2 separate regions of the Triticum aestivum genome follow, and region 1 is linked to region 2. Evidence: chromatin contacts called from public Hi-C data. All regions are on one chromosome and are shown on one strand. The core of a region is the stretch at or near the end of the contact, and the rest is flanking DNA. Distances in the headings are between cores, read along the strand shown. Region 1 holds the start of LOC123103739 (serine/threonine-protein kinase RIPK). Region 2 holds the start of LOC123103737 (nucleolar protein 58).

What was found. A called contact is a pair of places that touch in the nucleus more often than the background predicts.
Region 1: a contact with region 2 is called in a Hi-C map of leaf, with 4 times the contacts expected there. The contact joins the promoter of LOC123103739 here to the promoter of LOC123103737 in region 2. A contact is called at or near these places in 3 of 5 Hi-C or Micro-C datasets (leaf and an unstated tissue).

The regions. Positions count from the first base shown.
Region 1 is chr5A:424,860,185-424,862,884 of IWGSC CS RefSeq v2.1, forward strand. It overlaps LOC123103739 (serine/threonine-protein kinase RIPK), which reads left to right and starts at 1,273. Exons shown (of 4, transcript XM_044525414.1): 1 at 1,273-1,992; 2 at 2,085-2,220; 3 at 2,627-2,700. The coding sequence starts at 1,594. It overlaps LOC123103740 (a long non-coding RNA gene), which reads right to left. Exons shown (of 4, transcript XR_006449948.1): 4 at 2,492-2,700.
Region 2 is chr5A:424,725,454-424,728,153 of IWGSC CS RefSeq v2.1, forward strand. LOC123103737 (nucleolar protein 58) reads left to right here and starts at 1,428. Exons shown (of 6, transcript XM_044525412.1): 1 at 1,428-1,683; 2 at 1,762-1,918.

The sequences.
Region 1 (2,700 bases), core at 23-2,522, 130 kb after region 2:
GAAAGGGTGAGCTATGACTAGGCAGCAAATCTAGTTAATCTACCTGTAGCAAAGAGGCACGAGGTAACCTGAGAAAGAAGAACGATTGAGTTTACTTGTAAAACATTCTGATGGTAACACTGCCCCTGTCTGCACTGCATGGCATTATCCGGCAAAAGGTGATTCCCGGTTGAGCCCCTACTCCGCTGTACGTAGACCACGTCGGCTACTCAACCCTAATCCTCTCCGGCACGACTTGCGCGGCATCAAATGCCATGATTATGCGCAAAGGCAGCGTGCACTTCTACTGTTATCACACAAGAGCCAACAGAAAAGCAACATCCATAGTTTACTCTAGCCGAATTGTACAATGCTTAAGATGATTATGGTTTACATGTGTGATGTGTCTATTCCCAAAATGACTACATGTGGTTCATGTGTGTAAAATTTACGATATTCATATTTTATGCCAGTCTACACAATTATATCGGCTCCCGACAAAATAAGCCAACGTGTTTTTCTCTCTAGCCAGGAGCCCAGGACTAACCTGAACTGTATTAATCTGTACTACCTACTAAAGTAAGCGAAATTGACTGCAAAAAAAAGTAAGCGAAATTCTTTTTTTGCTTTGGACTACTGTTGGAACTTCTATCATGTTTACTCGGTAAAACGGAGTAACGTATAATTTTGACCGGTAAAACGGGTGCGCAACCTTGCATTTCGCCTATTTCTTAAAGATACAGGTAGTAACAACTCAGGTGTTCATAAGAAAAGATATTCAGCTTACCAGGCCGTTCTCTTCTTCTTTGTTTGTTGATCTTGAAACTTCCGGTCCCTCGAGCAATTCACTCTACTTTTCACCGGAACGGCCTGCACAAAGTCCAAATTAGAATGTCCCAAGGTGAATAGTTTAGCTAAATAAAAGGCCCTGCGCTTTCTGTCAATTTTATTTCAGGTACGGTTCGACCGGTCGTTCCTGCATATTGAAGCAACTGTTACACGGCCAGGGCTTAAAAAAGGGCTAAAGGCACCTGTAGCTGTAGCATAAACCCACGGCGACAGTAGCGCAAAACCACGTACTCTGTTAGTAGTAGGTTGAATAGTCAATTTAATCATCCTAGCGTACGTCCGATGGTCCACCCCCGAACAACTTTTCACCATACAAACGCGAACCCGCGGTTCGATTTGGTATATGAAACCGCGGTGTGACATGCCCGTCACTTTGATCCACCCATGTTCGTTCCCACAAACAAGGTTTGAGTCAACTCCATGAATGAAAACCTACGTCGTCTCGCCGGTAGAAACTCTGGTCCGTTGGAGGGAGGGGCGAGCCGTTCGCGCCACCAACCACCACCATATTCCCTTCCCCTGTTTCCTCCGATCAGAGTCCTACGGCAGGGGCGAGGCCCGCACTCCACACTTATATAAAGGCCCGGCCAGCCACTCCATCCTCCACCCAAGCCGATCCCCGCCTTCTCCTTCTCTCCAGTCCTGCTCACCTGACCTTCTCCCTCCCTCGCCCGACCTCCCCTGCACTCACAGCCCCCGGGTGGCGGGAAACATTCTTGATCCTCCTACGATATTGATATACGCGGAGATTCTCGGTTCTTTGCCATGGCCGCCAAATCTTGGAACCCGTTCTCGTGCTGCGTCGGCGGGGGCCGAGTGGCGGACGACGACGACGACTGCAGGCGGCGGATCGGGCGGCGGGGGAAAGGCTGCGCGAGGTCGTCGTCGAGGATGTCCTTCAAGAGCCTCAGCTCGTCGGGGACGCTGTCCCCGGAGGACCTGTCCATCACGCTGTCCGGCTCCAACCTGCACGCCTTCACCTACGCCGAGCTCCGCGCGGCGACCGGGAGCTTCTCGCGGGCCAACTACCTCGGCTGCGGCGGTTTCGGCCCGGTCTACAAGGGCGCCGTCGACGACAAGCTCCGTCCCGGGCTGGCCGCGCAGCCCGTCGCCGTCAAGTACCTCGACCTGGACTGCGGCACGCAGGGCCACAAGGAGTGGCTGGTGAGTGCTGAACAGAGTGCAATGCTCGCGCCAGCAGATCAATTTCGAGGTCTGGTTCATGAATGGATGACTTATATGGGTTGCTCTTGTAGGCTGAGGTTTTCTTCCTTGGGCAACTGAGGCACAACAACCTGGTGAAATTGATCGGGTACTGCTACGAGGACGAGCACCGGATGCTGGTCTACGAGTTCATGAACGCCGGGAGCCTGGAGACGCACCTCTTCAAAAGTGAGTTACTTCTTCACTGCTTTCTGCTGTCAATTAATCATTCTGAGGATTAGTTTGTTTGGTTGTTGTCGAGACCAGCAAGATAAAGAAATGTTTTAATTTGGAAATCTAGGCACGTACGAGTGCCATCTGTTCCATCAGCGACGAGCTGTTCTTGTCCCCTGAAGTTTCTTTTCTCTAAGTCAAGAGGATAGCTGAGCTGCTCTCTGCCTTCCAAAAGAACAACACACATTTTCTCTTTTTAAAATCAGATGAATGTGGAGATTGGATATTTACTAAAAAGGGATACTGGATATTTTGGATTAAAAAAATATTTATCCTACCAACTTCCTGGTGCTTGCAAGTTACTACAACTCTTGGTCAACGTGGAGGAGGAAACTGATCTGAAACATCCTACCATCTTCAGGTACCAATGGCTCTCTCCCGTGGATGACAAGGATGAAGATCGCTGTCGGCGCGGCCAAGGGCCTTGCCTTTCTC
Region 2 (2,700 bases), core at 178-2,677:
ATTTTATTTATGTCTCCATAGTTGCTGAAGTTCAAATTGGAAAATGGATCTCGACACAGAGAATCGCCTAGCTTCATTACTCCTTGAAGAAGCACGGAGATTATAGTCAAAGGCTGACAGAGAAGGTGTTCATGCATATCTGCGAAAGCTCAATATTAGGCATTGTCCAAATTCTCGATTCCTCACAGCCACAATTCGTGGAGTTCAACAAGGTTAGCATCATGTTTTTTTACATTATCCTTGTCTCCAGGTGTTGATTACCTGATCAAAGCAGCTGTAATCATGTTTTTTTACTGAAGAAAATGTTTTTTATGTCCTTGAAAGCTTCTCACTAGGATAATTCACCCAAAACTAACTAAATAAGTATTAATGACTACTTTATAAGTATTTTTGAACCGGAAGTGTAAATCTATGCGCGAGCACATATGCTTCGCTTATCTTGCACATTGTTTCTCTCCTAGATTCATGAAGATTCTGATACTCTATCTTGTATAAAGATTGGCATTTCCTTCTTCACTGTTGATCTGGCCCACACTGATCCCTGAGTTATTGTGCCGGCTACCCACAGATGTCTTCTGGCCCAGATGTTGTTTCACAATGGGCCATCAGCATCTCTCTCCATCATCCTGAGCAGTCCATTAACGCAATCCATCCCAGAAACTTTCATTAAAAATATCCCAGAAACAACTTCACTTCCACCAGTAACTTTCCCCCTTCAAGATTCTTCTCCTACCAATATGGCCATACCAAGCACATACATCCCCACTCACTCCCTTCATAATCCTTGATCATCCTTCCTGCCGCCATAGATGTCAACTGCTACCTCGTTCTCAACTACCAACAAAATCCCCTCACTGATTTCTTGCCGGGACAAGGTCATCAACTTCGTCTCTTGCACCCGGATCTAGAAATGCGCCAAGAAAGATCCCTTGCCACAAATCTATATGTAGTGACTCGATTATAGCCTAAATCTAGTCCCTGCTAACCTTATCAGTGCATGCACTCCACAGACTGGTCTATATGGTTTCTCAGATGGCTTGAAGGCTATGTCGCCGAGCTCGAATGCCATCCCGCCGCCCAGCAAGACCAAGCTCAGCAGCCTTTGGTAGGTGCACATCAAGCTGCACCTTCGAACTGCTTCACCTCTCCAATCTCCTGATTTGCAATGGAGAAGTTGAGGAACTCTCTTCATCTCTACTAACCAGAGAGCTATTTTTCTATTCCATGAACTAGATTAAAGCAAACGTTACGAGCCTAAAATGATTATAATTAATTTGCAAATTACAAATCTATTGTATACATTTACAAAAATTACATACAAACAAAATTATGGTACATTGCAAATTTTTATACATGCTACAGTAAATTCGTACAGTAGTTGCTATAGTAATACTGACATCTATTCTTCGCTTTACCCACGCATTTCACTGTACCTTCTTGACATCCTTGAGGATGTTAGCGGATCGGCTTCCCCCCTCTGCTCCTCCACCCGCCGCCACCCTCTCCTCCTCCTTCCTGCCGCCACCCTCTCCTCCGGCCAGATCGCCCTGTCGCTCCGTCTCGATTCCTTTCCTCTGCCAAGGTAGACCCGTTTCGGTCCCTCTCCTCCGCCCAGATCGCCCCATCCCGGTCCATCTCCTTCGCCGAGGACGACATCCCTCTCCTCCGGCAAGGTCGCCGCCGGTAAGGCTTCTCCTCTGACTCTCCTTCCACTACCTTCTATTGCATCTCGCAACCCTAACCAGTTCACTCGATCGACAGCAGGTCCTCGTCCTCGTCAATCCCTTCTCATCCACTGCAATCTTTTGCCGGATCCGTCCACCCTTCGCCGCCTCTACTGCAGATCGATCCTGTGGCACCGCCCTGCAGATCCCGACCTCCAAGCCAAGACCTAGTTCCACCTTCGGCACCTTGCAAGGTATAAGCCCCGTCCATGGATTGGCTTCTTAATTAAAGAAGATCTTGGATACATTAACAACTAGTACTAGCTGCTGATGCACTTGATTGAAAAGTGGCTCCATTGGCTGCTTAATTTCTGCATATGCATGATTGACACCATTGTACCATAATAAGGCTGTCATAATTCTAAGGATCATCTCAAGTTTCAGTACTAGTAGAAACTTGAACCTGAGCATACAGCTTCATGCCAGCTAGACTCATGTTTTCACAGTAATCATCCAGGTAGGTAATTCCTTGGTAAGTACTACCGGTCATTAGATTCCACCTGTGGTCTAAAACTAAATGAATACGCCAGCCAGAACCACCAGCATGACTTTCAGGATTTCCCAAGTTAAGCCGCTAGCCAACTGAACCATATTTTGAATGGTTATTTTTTGACAGTAAACCGTAGGGGAGGCCCCCAAAAGTGTATAATTTTTGCAAAGGGTAACTATGGCCAGATTGTCATAAAGAATTAAGCAAATGCTGACGTTTTGTCTGTATCTTCATCAGCCATTCAGCCCACAAGAATGGCAGGCTGCTCAAAGATTGTAACAAAATTCTAAACTTAGAATAGAAGAGTAAATTTGTAATGGCGAAAACACAGAGTGCGCATTCAACACATACAACATTAAGTATATACAAATTTGGGAAATAGCCTCCAGATTTGTACTTAGGTATGGATCAGAACCGCCAAACCTAATCGTAGTCTATGCAGCACCTTGCCTCCTTCATGATCAACAAAAGAATCTGCATATGTAC